Linked DNA regions of Mus musculus: regions 1, 2 and 4 are each linked to region 3. Evidence: chromatin contacts called from public ChIA-PET, Hi-C and HiChIP or PLAC-seq data. All regions are on one chromosome and are shown on one strand. Each heading gives the region's core, a stretch centred on a gene start, on an enhancer-like site or on the middle of the called end of the contact. The rest is flanking DNA. Distances are from core to core; before and after follow the strand shown. Region 1 holds the start of Usp19 (ubiquitin specific peptidase 19). Region 2 holds the start of Iho1 (interactor of HORMAD1 1). Region 3 holds the start of Gmppb (GDP-mannose pyrophosphorylase B). Region 4 overlaps Gm34605 (a long non-coding RNA gene).

The links. A called contact is a pair of places that touch in the nucleus more often than the background predicts. ChIA-PET counts read pairs in DNA pulled down with a chosen protein or histone mark. HiChIP or PLAC-seq counts read pairs in DNA pulled down with a chosen protein or histone mark.
Region 1: an RNA polymerase II ChIA-PET map of memory CD8 T cells shows a contact between it and region 3, with 28 read pairs. The contact joins the promoter of Usp19 here to the promoter of Gmppb in region 3. A contact is called at or near these places in 2 of 39 promoter capture datasets (fetal liver and pre-B cells), 2 of 484 Hi-C or Micro-C datasets (embryonic stem cells and rod photoreceptor), 2 of 115 datasets of contacts at active chromatin or transcription factors (differentiating embryonic stem cells and memory CD8 T cells) and 2 of 9 other capture datasets (adipose tissue and macrophages).
Region 2: an H3K4me3 HiChIP or PLAC-seq map of bone marrow-derived macrophages shows a contact between it and region 3, with 3 times the contacts expected there. The contact joins the promoter of Iho1 here to the promoter of Gmppb in region 3. A contact is called at or near these places in 2 of 39 promoter capture datasets (both in liver), 1 of 115 datasets of contacts at active chromatin or transcription factors (bone marrow-derived macrophages) and 1 of 9 other capture datasets (pancreatic islet).
Region 4: a Hi-C map of the N1E-115 cell line shows a contact between it and region 3, with 1.8 times the contacts expected there. The contact joins the enhancer-like site here to the promoter of Gmppb in region 3. A contact is called at or near these places in 8 of 39 promoter capture datasets (the C10 cell line, embryonic stem cells, frontonasal cranial neural crest and 5 more), 3 of 484 Hi-C or Micro-C datasets (the N1E-115 cell line, embryonic stem cells and nephron progenitors), 1 of 115 datasets of contacts at active chromatin or transcription factors (extraembryonic endoderm stem cells) and 3 of 9 other capture datasets (adipose tissue, liver and pancreatic islet).

The regions. Positions count from the first base shown.
Region 1 is chr9:108,489,231-108,492,605 of GRCm38.p6, forward strand. Usp19 (ubiquitin specific peptidase 19) reads left to right here and starts at 1,446. Exons shown (of 27, transcript NM_027804.4): 1 at 1,446-1,665; 2 at 3,241-3,375. It overlaps Lamb2 (laminin, beta 2), which reads left to right. Exons shown (of 33, transcript NM_008483.3): 29 at 1-144; 30 at 223-364; 31 at 547-723; 32 at 816-975; 33 at 1,054-1,300. The coding sequence ends at 1,190.
Region 2 is chr9:108,430,229-108,433,645 of GRCm38.p6, forward strand. Iho1 (interactor of HORMAD1 1) reads right to left here and starts at 1,598. Exons shown (of 8, transcript NM_001135198.2): 1 at 1,544-1,598.
Region 3 is chr9:108,047,373-108,050,633 of GRCm38.p6, forward strand. It overlaps Gmppb (GDP-mannose pyrophosphorylase B), which reads left to right and starts at 1,892. Exons shown (of 9, transcript NM_177910.4): 1 at 1,892-2,273; 2 at 2,389-2,469; 3 at 2,557-2,605; 4 at 2,743-2,885; 5 at 3,079-3,237. The coding sequence starts at 2,145. It overlaps Ip6k1 (inositol hexaphosphate kinase 1), which reads left to right. Exons shown (of 6, transcript NM_013785.2): 6 at 1-1,410.
Region 4 is chr9:107,734,373-107,737,796 of GRCm38.p6, forward strand. It overlaps Gm34605 (a long non-coding RNA gene), which reads left to right. Exons shown (of 3, transcript XR_001779306.1): 3 at 2,356-2,561. Among named protein-coding and RNA genes, the nearest start is that of Gm34605, 6.1 kb to the left of the region's middle. Within about 2 kb of position 1,914, at least 78 of the 459 cell types and tissues checked have an H3K27ac peak or open chromatin away from gene starts, as enhancers often do. A contact at or near this core is called in the N1E-115 cell line and nephron progenitors, where this site is marked.

The DNA of each region.
Region 1 (3,375 bases), core at 196-2,695, 440 kb after region 3:
GGCCTCACCCGAGCAGATCCAGCGCCTAGCCAGTGAGATTGCAGAACGCGTCCGAAGCCTGGCCGACGTGGACACAATCCTGGCCCATACCATGGGCGACGTGCGTCGGGCTGAACAGCTACTGCAAGATGCGCACCGGGCACGGTCTGACCCCCAAGCCTGGTCCCCATTCCTGAAACCTGGTCCTGATACCTGTAGACCCTGATCTCCCCTCTTCCTCAGGAGCCGGGCCGAGGGTGAGAGACAGAAGGCAGAGACAGTCCAAGCGGCACTGGAGGAGGCTCAGAGGGCACAAGGAGCTGCTCAGGGTGCCATCTGGGGAGCAGTGGTTGACACACAAAACACAGAGCAGACCCTGCAGCGGGTATGACTTCCTTAGGACGAGGTGATGGGCATGTACTAAGGATCTGGCTTGCTTTGTCTGGGACAGGGAGGTCTTACTGTGTAGCCCTGGGCAGCCTGGAAGTTACAGAGATCAACTTGCTTCTCCTTCTCAGTTGCTGGTACTAAAGGTGGATTTGTTAAACCTGGGCCTTTCTGTGGCAGGTCCAGGAGAGGATGGCAGGTGCAGAGAAGTCTCTGAACTCTGCCGGTGAGCGGGCTCGGCAATTAGACGCCCTCCTGGAGGCCCTGAAACTGAAACGGGCAGGAAATAGCCTGGCAGCATCTACAGCGGAAGAAACAGCAGGCAGTGCCCAGAGCCGTGCCAGGGAGGCTGAGAAAGTGGGTTGGGCGAAGCCCTCTGGATGGGGTAGGGGTATTATAGTTAGAATTCCACTGAATTAGTATACCGACCCTGCCTCTTACATCTGCAGCAACTACGGGAACAAGTAGGTGACCAATACCAAACAGTGAGGGCGTTGGCAGAGCGGAAGGCTGAAGGTGTTCTGGCTGCACAAGCCAGGGCAGAACAACTGCGGGATGAGGCTCGGGACCTGTTGCAGGCCGCTCAGGATAAGCTGCAGCGGCTACAGGGTGAGGACCATGGTGGGCGGGAGCTAGAAAGGTGGGCTTGCGTGAGAAAAGACTTGAACTATTTCTTGACCCTTCTAGAGCTGGAGGGCACATATGAGGAGAACGAGCGTGCACTGGAGGGCAAAGCGGCCCAGCTGGATGGGCTGGAAGCCAGGATGCGCAGTGTGCTCCAGGCCATCAACTTGCAGGTCCAGATCTACAACACCTGCCAGTGACCACTCCCTAGGGCCTAGCCTTGTCGCCAAGCACTGTTCTGCACACGATCGTCCGCACATTAAAGAGCTCCTGGCTAGCAAGAGCTTTCAATAAACCTGTGTGAACCTCCTCTGTGTTGTCTGGCCTTTGATGGGAGGGGCGGAGGACCTTTATACACGCCATCAGCTGTAGGCTACCAGCAGAGGCCGAGCACCGGAACCCCTCCTCTTCCTTTCCCGCCCTCCCCAAAGCTGCCCTTCACCAAGAGCTCCCACTCTTGCCGGAAGTGCGTCATCAGCTCGGCACCCCGCCTCCCGTAGCCGTAGCTAGAAGTCGAAACAAAACAAGCGGCTGAAGCAGCGGCGAAGGCGGCGGTGGCGGAGGAGCCGGGACGGGGGAGGGGCGCGCCGGAACCGGAACCGACCCGACGCCGGAACCGGAATCGAGAGCGTGTTGCCAGGGCCCGAAGAGGGCTGGTGGCGGCGGTCTCGCTCGGTGAGTGGTGTGGGCCTCAAGTCGCCGGTTTGGCCGCAGCGGGGGAAGGCCGCAAGGTTGGCCCGGGGCGGGCCTGTTCAAGGTCACGGGCCGTGCCAGCCCCGACATCTCGAGCCTCGCGGCGTGCTCGGCCTACCGATGCCGACCGAGCCGTTATGCTACCCCTGTGGCCGGCCTCTCTGTTTTTAAGAGGATTAGCGGCGAGCGAGGGTGGCTTCCTGGAGGAGGTGGTGGCAGGCCTGGGATTCGGAGGCTGGAGGAGGGCAGCATCCTAGCCGGGGCGTTGGTCTGCGTTCAGTAACTCTGCGCAGCTTCTCTAACCAGCTGGGATCTCCGGATAGTTTCTCTGCCGCTTCGACGGCTTTCAGAGCATGGGGGAGGGATTCCGGCTGTGAATCGGGCCTCGGTGTAAGGAGGAAACGGCGGGTGCTCTGCCCAGAGGCCTGGACGGACTGTCACTAAAGATTCCGCTCATCACTCTTATCGTCCAAGGGTATTTTTATCACCCCACTCTCCCCTAAGGGAACACAGGCTACAGTTCAATCTCCTTCGTCTCGCAAGCCGGGCTTGAGGCTGCCAGGGCTAGTACTAGGTCTACGTTCCATCTCCACCCTCACTAGTTTTGAGAACTTCACTTTGGATGGAGGGAGCCCGAATCCACACACAGGTGGGAAACAGATCAGGCCTCCGTGGCTCAGAGCTGATGATGAAGGAAGGAACCTGGAGACAGGGGTGATGTCTGTTTCGTTGTTAAGCCTATCACCGTGTCTTAAAACTGGAGTCCACTCCTCATTTTTTTTTTTTTCGAGACAGGGTTTCTCTGTGTAGCCCTGGCTGTCCTGGAACTCACTCTGTAGACCAGGCTGGCCTCGAACTCAGAAAATCCGCCTGCCTCTGCCTCCCAAGTGCTGGGATTAAAGGCGTGCGCCACCACCACCCGCCTCCACTCCTAATCTTTAAGGCTGAGGAGAGAGAGATCGATCCTTCTTTAGGTGGAAACAAAAGATCAAGTTTCAGGAGCTGGTTTATGGCAAAAAATAGGAGCCGGCAGGAAGCAGACTAGATGCTTTAGTACCAGAGCCTTTCTGGTTAGTGGCAGCACCTGGGGCCGTTTTCAGCTTCAGAGTCTGCCCTTCTGCTGCTCTGACTATTCCTTGGTCTCCCTCTCTGCTGCCTGACTCCTTCACTCTCTACTTGTCTGGCGGTGACTAAGCAGCCGGCGAGAGTGAAGGAAGCAGAGCAGGCTGCTCAGAGTGCAGACCTGTGGGTTGGAGCCATGGCTCTCATCCAGAGGATGATCCTGGTCCCAGGCCACAACTGCCTTGACCTAGCACTTCCTCAGTGCAGCCTTCCAGCGTTGTGGGTTTCTGTAGATACCCAGGAGGCGTGGCCTGAAGCACTTGCCACTGCTTGAATTATTTATTTCCTCACAGGGTAGCCTCACAGTGCGCATGGCTGCCTCAGCTGGTGAGAATCCTGCCCATTAGGGTTCAGAGAGGCCTGCGTTGCTCAGCCCTTGTAGGCAGGGAGCAGATCACTTGGCCTTGGCAGTGACTCGTGGTCTATTTTCATTAGGCTCTTGGTTCTTTGCTGAAGAATTTGGCCACAAAGAGTTGCCAAGATAGCTGGGCCGGGAAGAAAGCGCCGCAGCCCTGACCCAGACGCTGTTGCCGACTCTGGGCCACTCTGGCTGGCTACCAAGCGGCTCAA
Region 2 (3,417 bases), core at 348-2,847, 380 kb after region 3:
GTTGTTGTTTTTCAAGACAGGGTTTCTCTGTGTAGCCCTGGCTGTCATGAAATTTACTCTAGATCAGTCTGGCCTCAAACTCACAAGACCTATCCACCTGCCTCTGCCTCCTAAGTGCTGGTATTAAAGGCATGCAATTCCACTGCCCGGCTAGCTTCTGGGTTTTATTTACTTATTTTGACATAGTCTAACTATGTAGCCCTGGCTACTTAGGACTCATTATGGAAAGGAAGATGACCTCAAATCCAGAGATCTGTCTGCCTCTGCCTACCTAGTGCTTGGGTGTTTTGTTTTTTATACAGGATTTCACTATGAACCCCAACCTGGCTCTCCTCAGCGACAGATAGTGCTAGGATTACACATATCCTTCACGCTGTCCAGCCTGGGTTTTTTTGGAACAAGGTTCCACTACTTAACAAGAGATAGATAGAACTCCCTATATAGCCCAGGCTGTCCTATTCCAGCTTTGAGAAATGGGGTCCTGGAGTGAAAGCCTTCAACACCTCCCTCCCCACACTCCGTCCTATATCTTCTACATCCCCCCAACACCCCTCCTTTAATGCTGAAAAGGCTAGTTTCTTCCAAAGACTTCTGGTCCCCTTCCACCTAATCGCCAGGTGATTCTTTGCCAAAAGGAATTGTTCACTCTCATATAGTCTGGTCAAGAAGCTTTCTCCAAGGACTAAACACTGGTAAAAATGCTTGCTAGCAACCCTGACTATTCAAGTTCGACCCCGAGATCCACAAGGCTGATCAGAACCAATTCTTGAAAACTGTCTTCTGACCTTCACGAAACTCCCACCCTGCAAATAAGAATAGTTTTTAAAAAATAATAATTGTTTCTATTTTGATGTGTTGTTTGTTTGTTTGTTTTTGTCTTTGAGACAAGATCCTACTCAGTAGCCCTGGCTATCTTAGAATTCCCTTAGTAGACCAGGCTGGCCTCAAACTCAGAGATCTGCCTGTCTCTGTCTCCTGAGTGCTTGGATTAAAGGCGTGCGCCACCACCGCCGCCGCCGCCTGGCTAAAATAATGTTTTAAGAAAACCTCTTTAATCCCAGCACTTGGGAGGCAGAGGCAGGCAGATTTCTGAGTTCGAGGCCAGCCTGGTCTATAGAGTGACTTCCAGGACAGCCAGGGCTACACAGAGAAACCCTGTCTCGAAAAACCGAGAGAGAGAGAGAGAGAGAGAGAGAGAGAGAGAGAGAGAACCTCGAAGCTCCTGGATTATCATTTCTATGTGTTTCCCAAACGGCTTACTTTTTCTTTTTTTCTTTTGTTTGTTCGTAACAATAAGAACAAATTTCCAGCTGCCTCTCTGATTCCCCATTCACTCATTTCCCAGGCTTGCCTCATCGCCCACTTGAAGCTCCAGCCCTGTGAGAGTCTGACGAGAAGCCGAGAGCCTCAGGCCAGGCTTCCAGTGGCCGAGTGACCCTCAAAGGCATCGGGCGACTGGGCCTGCGGGGCCCTAGGTTCCCCAACCACCTCATCTCTTCCCACTCCTCACGCCCCTCGTGACCCACGCACCTCGAGTTCTCACCTCGCCACACGCGACAGCACACGCCTGCCTTCCTGCGGCTTCCTGGGCGCCGAAGAAAGCCCGCCGAGGTGAGGCCCCACCCCCGGGCTGCGCTCACCAATAAGAATGCCGATTCTTGACCCCGCCCCCTTCTGCACGATGCCTGAGGCTTTTTAACGATTTGACAGTGGGCCTGCTTCCCTCCGCCTTAAGCCACAGGCAGCTCGCAGACCCCACGAGCCTGAACCCTCATGTCTGGTTGCTCAGCACAGGCCCTCTCAGGGTCCACTACCCCATCTCACTTCTCACCTAAAAAATGGAGGCCCGGAGGAATGCCCAATGCTGCCTGTGAGGGCCATGTGTAAGGTGGGCGAGGGTGCCAAAGATCAGGATATGGCTAAGCATCTTGCTAGCCTTTGAGTTCACTGTTGTCTGGGTATATCCGAGTAGCCGGAGCATCTGGAGCCAGAGTGAAGAGAGTTGCTATACTCAGACAACAGGGAACTCAAGGGCCAGCAAGATGCTCAGCTTTGCCACCAAGCCCAAAGACCTGGCTTTGCTCCTCAGGATCCACAAAGGTAGAGTTGAGTTCTGAGACCCTTGAACGTTGTGCTCTGACCTCTACGTGTGTGCAGTGGGCATGAGCATAAACTCACACATACACAAAGGCAAAACAGCAAAACAAAGAACAAAATAAAATAAAAATTTAAGCTGGGAAGCGGTCACATGCCATTAATCTTAGCACTCGGGAGGCAGAGGCTGGTGATCTCTGAGTTCGAGGCCAGCCTGGCCTACAGAGTTCTAAGACAGCCAGTGTTACACAGAGAAACCCAGTCTCAAAAAACAAAAACAACAACAACAACAACAAAAAAAAAAACCCCACCATCAACAACAAAGGTAAACCCAAGTAATAAAAATGACAGAACAGTTATCACACCAGTGCCCCTAAACCTCAAATATCTATGCTAAGTAGAAGTCAGACACAAAAGAGTACATATTGTATGGCTCTATTTATATAGAATTCTAAAAAATGTACACTCTCTATAGTAACAAAACAATGGAGACAATTATGGTGTACATCTGGAATCTTAGCACTCTGGGTGGGTGGAGGCAAAAAAAAAAAAAAATCAGAAGTTTAAGGTCTTTTTGGCTACAAAGTGAGTTTGGGACCAGACTGGGATACATGAGTCCCTGTGTCAAACAAAGTCAGGCATGGTATTACATGCCTGAAATCCCAACACTTGTGTAGGTAAGAAGATAGATCCAAGTTCAAAGCTATCCTGGCCTATATATGAGGGGGTTCTAGCTTATCCAAGACTACATAGTGAGATTCTGTCTCAGAGTACAAGCAAAAACTCACAACCTAGTTTGGGGCTTAGAGCTCAGCAGCAGGAAGCATACGCAACATATGGAAGGCCCTGGGTTCCATCATTGGTACAGCAAAAAATAAATTAGCCAAGTATGGTGAGACCTGTAGCCCTAGCGACACGTAGGTGGATCAGGAATTGGAGACCAGCCTGGGCTACATAGCCAGTTTCTGGAGTCTTAAATACAGAGTGGAAAAACCCTGTCTCAAAAAAAAAAAAAAAAAGATAGTTGGACCCAGTTACTCACACCTTTAGTCTCAGTACTTGGAATGCTGAAGCAATAGTATTTCGATGTGATTTCCAAACTAATCTGGGCTATAGAGTGAGAAACTAAAAACAAAAAAAACAAAAACAAAAACAAATTTAAAACAGAACAAAACCGGGGTGGTAGTGGTGTACACCTTTAGTCCCAGCACTCAGGAGGCAGAGACTGGTGGATCTCTGTGCGTTCAAGACAAGCTTGGTTTACAGAGTGCGTTCCAGGACTGCCAGAGCTACACAAAAAAAAACTTGCCCTTGAAAAAAACA
Region 3 (3,261 bases), core at 642-3,141:
AGACCTGCTGCTGCCTGTAACATAGTGTCCGACAGGTTACACTACACCAATCATTGCCAAGGTGAGCAACAGTCTCCAAGTCTATCACTTCTAACATGTCTCTGTTTTGGCATTTGAAGGTAATCCTGCCAACCTTTGAGAGAAACTGTTAACGAATGGCATAATTTCCAGGTTCTTAGAGATGCAGCCTCTGAAAAGGGTTCTGTGACGGATCCAAGTCAGTCTTCTGACCCTGGTGCCATTGGTGGGCAGGTTCCCATTCCTTAGGGCCGGGAGGCACGGCTTGGCCCATCTCTGCTTACTAACACCTGTCTTCTGTCCAGTAGTAGTGTTGCTTGTGCCATGCAGGCAGCAAGTGTTAATTAGCGTGGACACCTTTTCTTTGGCAGGATAGAGGTCAAGAGAGGAGTTTGGGGCCAGCAGAGACCTCCTAGGAATGTGCTGTACTTCCGATTTACCAGATTTTGGGAGGTGCTGCCCCCATTCTGCTGCTTCTCAAGTAGCAAGGGAGTTGGTAGGCACTGCTCCTGCCACTGCAAGCGAGGAAAGGCTGGGATTTGCCGCTGCTCAAGGGCAGGGCCTCACTTTTCAGCACTTTTGATATCTGGAGGCCCAGCTCTGTTATCTGATAGGTGGTGGCAAGTGTGTGCGAACACTTTTACCACTGCTCTTCTGCCTGTCCCAGGCTAGAGCCCTGTCTTTTTCCTGACAGGTCCTGCCTTCCCAATCATCAATTTGGGACCAAAGTGCAACTAGGGATCATGGGTTGGGAGCTCACATTACCCCTTTCCATTGTATTTCCCGGGCCAAGCCCATACCAGCCCGGGGAGATGGGTGGGAGTGAAATGGGATGGGTGCTGCTGGAAGAGGAAGGGACCAGTAGAGCAATGTCCTTGCCTGGGATTCTACCCCTCTCAGCTGTGGGCCGTGCAGTGGTGTGGGGATTCATTCTCTCCTAGGGGCAAGGGACCTGGGCTCGGACAGTATCCGTTCAGTATCCGCTGCTCATTCGCTCACATCTGGCCACGTGCACGTTCCCTAGATGCAAACTGCTTTGAACTTTACAGCTATATAAGTTGGTTGTGTGTGTGTGCTCATTTTAAAAACTACATTTTAACGAGGAAAAAGGAGAACCTGGGGAAATTTCCTTTGCTTCTGTGGAGGAAATGTAAGACTTGGAATTCTGGAAATTGTTATCTGCTCCTCTTTCCTGGAAGCTACACACCCTAAGACCTGCGCCTGGATGCATACGTGGCTCCACTGGCGCTTAGGCGCGCTTGCATTTTCCCCAGGTCTTCTGTGTGGTGGAGAGGAGTGCTTGGCCCAAGCCGGCCCTTTTCTGTACACCCAGCGCTATCCGCCCGCTTGTGTCTGGTCGTATACGTCAAAATAAAGCCTCTAGAAACTGAACTCTGTCCAAGTCTGTGTGAAAACTTCATCGCCTCCGGTTGGGCCGACATGGCTAGTCTAGGGATCGGGCTGAGCTGGGTCGGGACAGGTGCAGCGGGACAGTGCTGACACTGGGGGTGGGGGGTCGGGGGAGGCAGCACGGGAGGGGTTGGATATAGGGGTCAGAGCAAGTGTTGAGGGGCGGGGTCATCAGGGCGAACCTGGAGTGGCCTTTGGGGGGGTAGGCGGCGTCGGCGGGGCGGGGCGGGGCGGGGCGGGGCAGATGGCAGCTGCCGCGTGGCGGACTGGGTTCCGATAGGAAGCTAAGCCTCCTCTTTCGGTTCCGCCTTTAGATCCGCCAATGGGCATCTGACTCGCGAGTTCTCCGGGTCCCCATGGCAGCCCAGGGCGTTGGAAATCTAATTGGCTACGTCCGCCGCAGCGTAAAGTCTGACGCTCGGCTGCGGGCGGCCCTGCCACGTAGATTGGCTCTCCCTGTTACGTCACTGGCTGCGCCGCCTCCGGCCGGAACTCCGGACCAGCCGGTCTCCAACCAGTTCCTCGTCTTCTGTTCTGGCTGATCCTGGACCCCACATCAGGGTAGAGCAGGGGGGCGAGGTGACACCAGAGTTGGTCAGTCTAGTTGGTGAAACGTGCAGGTCAGGGCACGGCGTTGGGAGTGCGCGGCAGGGGTCGGTCAGGCGGCCTGTAAGTACTTTGGACCGATAGATCCACTTCTAACATCTGCAGACGCCATGAAGGCACTGATCTTGGTGGGAGGGTATGGGACACGGTTGCGGCCGCTGACGTTGAGCACTCCGAAGCCATTGGTGGACTTCTGCAATAAGCCCATCTTGCTGCATCAAGTGGAGGCGCTTGCTGCGGTAAGGCCGTGGGTCTGTTATGGCGGGAAGAGGGATGGATAGTGACTGGGAGGCCAGGGGTGGTCATACCTTGTGACTGAGCCAGTCAACTAGCACACCTTATTGTGTCTGACAGGCAGGTGTGGACCACGTGATCCTGGCAGTGAGCTACATGTCACAGATGTTGGAGAAGGAAATGAAGGCACAAGAGCAAAGGGTGAGGCATGGACTTAGCCCTTTCTTTAGGTCCCTGGGGCTCTTACCATTGGAGGAGGAACATAACCAGATGGCTTCTTCTTTCCAGCTTGGAATCCGAATCTCTATGTCTCATGAAGAGGAGCCTTTGGGGACAGGTCAGTATAAGGAAGGCCCTTGGGCAAACTTTAGGGCCAGCAAAGAGGTATCCAATCTGGGCGGATGGGTGGGGCCTCTGGAGTCTGGACCTAGGCCCCTAGCAAGGTGGTAACTTATGACTTGTCCCCTTCTCTAGCTGGGCCTCTGGCGTTGGCCCGAGACCTACTATCTGAGACTGCCGACCCTTTCTTCGTTCTCAACAGTGATGTGATATGTGATTTCCCCTTCCAAGCCATGGTGCAGTTTCATCGGCACCATGGCCAAGAGGGCTCCATCTTGGTAAGAGAAGATTTCCTCTGACATTCCCACCCTCACATGGAGTCTTTCCTGACCCCTGGTCTTAAACTCTGTTTTGCTACAAAGCTATGCAGAATGTCTTTGGGGGAGAGCCTTTGAGATGTGGGATAGGCATATTTATCAAGAGTAAAGAAAACTGGACTAGGCCTAAGGTACCCTCCACCTCTATATTCAGGTTACCAAGGTGGAAGAGCCTTCCAAGTATGGTGTGGTGGTATGTGAGGCTGACACAGGCCGCATCCACCGTTTTGTTGAGAAGCCACAGGTGTTTGTGTCCAATAAGATCAACGCAGGCATGTACATCCTGAGCCCTGCTGTGCTGCAGCGCATCCAGGTGTGTAGGAGAGAACTGCTGGGC
Region 4 (3,424 bases), core at 664-3,163, 310 kb before region 3:
GTTGCCTTCCTCCTTGACAGACTCAGCCTGGAAGTGGAGGGGTCAGGGTGAGGGAGGGGTGATGGGCTCTGGCTAGTGTGGCATCTTACAAGTGGCTCTTTCACCACTGTCTGCTCCTGAGCCTTGTCCTGTGTCCAGTAGGCTTTCTCTGAGTCTGACCCACCGTGTCTAGTAAGAAGACTATTTAGAAGAGGCTGCTCCCAGAAGCTAAACACTTGTGGTTTTTGAAGCAGCCTCTCTCGCCTGCTTTCAGGACAAAGGTTCGGGCCAGGACCTGGCAGATTCTGCTTATCTCTGCATAAATATTTATCAGGCTCCAGGGCCTAGAGCCTGCAGCTGGCTAGGAGAGGGGTGGGGAGCAGGGGGGCAGATGCTGTAGAAGGATCTCAAAGCCCTTTCCTAATGAGGGTGCTGGGAGGGGAGAGTGCGGCCCTGGAGCCTCTGGGGGAAGAGGACAGATGGACAGCGGGACAGAGGAAAGGAGAGCTTGGGTATAATCCAGCAAGCAGACCTTGTGTGTGTGTGTGTCCCCCCGCCCCCCGGAAAAACGGGGAAGGAGGCCAAAGAAACAAGGCTACTTGAGGCATGGTAGTCTTCTTAGACTGTCTTCCCATCTTGTGTTCCTCACACACAGTTGGCTCTTATCATCACCATCCTCCCGGGGTAACCTCATTCCCCACACAGTCCTGGGCCCCCGCACTGCCCAAATGTCCTGAGAGTGGTACTTCTGCACCATAGACTACCAGCCACAGTGCTCTCCAGAGCAATGTTTTTTCTAGATCCCAGTGTCTGCAGAGCTTATTGCCTTTGCTGTGGAGGGAATAGCGCCTGGTGCAAGCCTCTTACCTTTTCCCACCATCTCTCCCACCCCACACCCGCCTCCCAGAGCGCCCCAGGCCTTTCCCCCTTCTCAGCACCCTGCTCCCATCTTCCAAAAATGTCCCCCTAAGCTGCTGCCTTTCTCCACCCTCCAGATCTGGGCTCCCCCTTTTGCCCACATGAGCTTCTTTTCTCTTTAGTCACGGGCGCTGCAGACCTAGGTGAACCACGCAGACTGGCCACCTGGGGGAGGGGGTCTTGTCAGATCCTCAGCCTAGCTCTCCTGCGAGCCACCGGCACCCTGCCGCTGCCTCTCCTCATTGGCATGCTGGTGAGACCCACAGGTGGAATCAAAGCTCTCCGCAGCACAGAACCGAGCGGGGAGACAAAGACTCCCTCCCCGGCCTGGGGAAGAGGGGGACTATGGGTAGAGGGGGCATATTTTGGGGCCCAGTGTTTTCTTCTCAAACACTCCTAAAGATAAGGAGGACAGCCAGAGCCAATGAACACCCCGGTAAATAATGAGGGGACAGGGGGAAGGGACAGCCTCAGGCACAGCCTGGGGGGGAAGGCTCCCTCCCAAAGCCCAGAGCGCTCATTAGTGGAAGCCTACGGGGAGAGGCAGCTAAGTGGGTCAGCCCTCCTCCCCCAGCTGCCTGACAGGTGTGGGAGGGGAGGAGGCGTCTCAGCCTATTGTCCCTCTTGGAAGTCAGTTCTTTTCTGAGCCCCTGTCCTTTAACTCTCCCCTCTTCCTCAGCTCCTGCTCACCAAGCCCTCAGCCATGGTTCACCAGCTCCCCAACCCTGTCTTTCCTTCCTCATCTTTTTGCTCCTGTCCCCTATCATCTCCACCTCCTGACACTGTCCTTCAAAGGGCCACTACCTCCTCCCAGGGAGTCCTCCCTCCCTCCCTCCTTCTCTCCTCCCCATTTCCTGCCCCCACCCCTCTGAGCTTCTCGGGTACGCTAACACACCAACCGTGAATGTGGGGGGGCGGGGGTGGGGTGGCTCCGCCAGCCTCCCTAAGGCATCCTCCAGACTGAGCCACACCTGGGAGAAATTGAAATCTTAGACTCTTCCCCTACCCCCGCTAAAGAAGCAGACATCCCTGTCCGGGCCACGGAAGGCAGTAAAACAGCTCCGCTGGGGCCAGGTTGTGGGCTGTGCCAGATCAAGCATTCAGATTAAAGGAAGGAAGCCAAGCAGGGCATGTTGCAGGCTCCTAGCCAAAGCCTTTCTGCCCTGGTCCCCTCATGCCAACTGTCCTTGGGCATCCAATCTGGGGTCCCAAACGCCCTGTCTCCAGTGTCCCCACTCCAGTCACACTGATGGTCCCAGAGGATCTATGGAGTGGAGGAGAGAGGGAGGGGATTTCAAAGGTGGGTCTTTGTGCAGGACGTCTGGGTTCTACCTCCCATATATGGGTATATAGATGAGGGAGGGCAAGACACACAGCCTGTTAGCTAGTTACCCTTCCTTCCAGGTCTCAGCCAGGTTTAGACTATATCTTGATCAAGGATTTCCCTTTTCCATCCAGGCTGCCTTCTTCAGGTAAGAAATCTCTGCACCTGTCGGGCTGGTCCCAGGACAAGGGATAGATCGCAGATGAATATCTGCCACTCTTGCCACCAAGGGAAGAGCTGAACAACTTTCCTGGTCTTCACCAAGTTCCATGGCTGCTCCAGGTCACCGCAACCTGATTAGATCGAGTCTGGCTGCACAAGAGTTAATCTCAGCCTCCCACCCCCTTGCAGCAGCTGCAGATCTCTCCAGCTTCTCTTCCCAGCATCCTCTAGGTCTTGCTCTTTGTCTTTCTTCTCTCTCTCCCTGGGGCATTGAGGGTACATCTAAAGGCCCAGATCACTCCAGAATTGTAGAGTATGGTACCGAGGCCTGTCAGTTTCCACGGGCTGTGGACATGAGGGCCTGTCAGCTCTTCAGAGGGTCTGAGACTCTAGCTTTCAGCTTGCCAATCCTGTCACCATCCTACCCAGCAGGTAACCCTGAACCTGAGTTGATGGCCTCCGATCTTGAGGTTTGACAAGGTACCCAGGTTGGAATCAGGCTTCAGCTTCCCCAGCAGTCACCTCCACTTAGACAAAGGGTAAAGAAAGGCCCGTGGGCCTCCCTAGCTCCCATTTGAGAGCTCTAGTAACTCCCCATGGAAGGTGGAGCTACAAGCTTCAGGTCTGATGTGAACGACGTCTGAGTCAATAATTATGCATATACACGAGGCAGAAATGCATTTTATCGACCCAAGAACTTCTTTACCTGGGTAGGAAAGGATTGCTCGGAGACTGGAGCAGCCACAGTATACAGGGCCATCCTGGTCCTTGCTCCACAGCCCCAGAGCTAGGTGCTGTGGCTGTGGCACTACCTTTTTCTTCTATCTTTTTAGAGAAAGGGGCTCATTCTGTAACCTTGGCTGGCCTGGATCTCACTATCTAGACCAGGCTGATCTGTAACTTAGAGAAATCCACCGACCTCTGCTTCCCAAATGCTGGGATTAAAGGTGCATGGCACCTTGCCAGGTGACAATGTTATAAAAAGATTTTTAATTATGTGTATGTGTATGAGTCTGTGTGGGTGAGTGAAGATGCCCACGG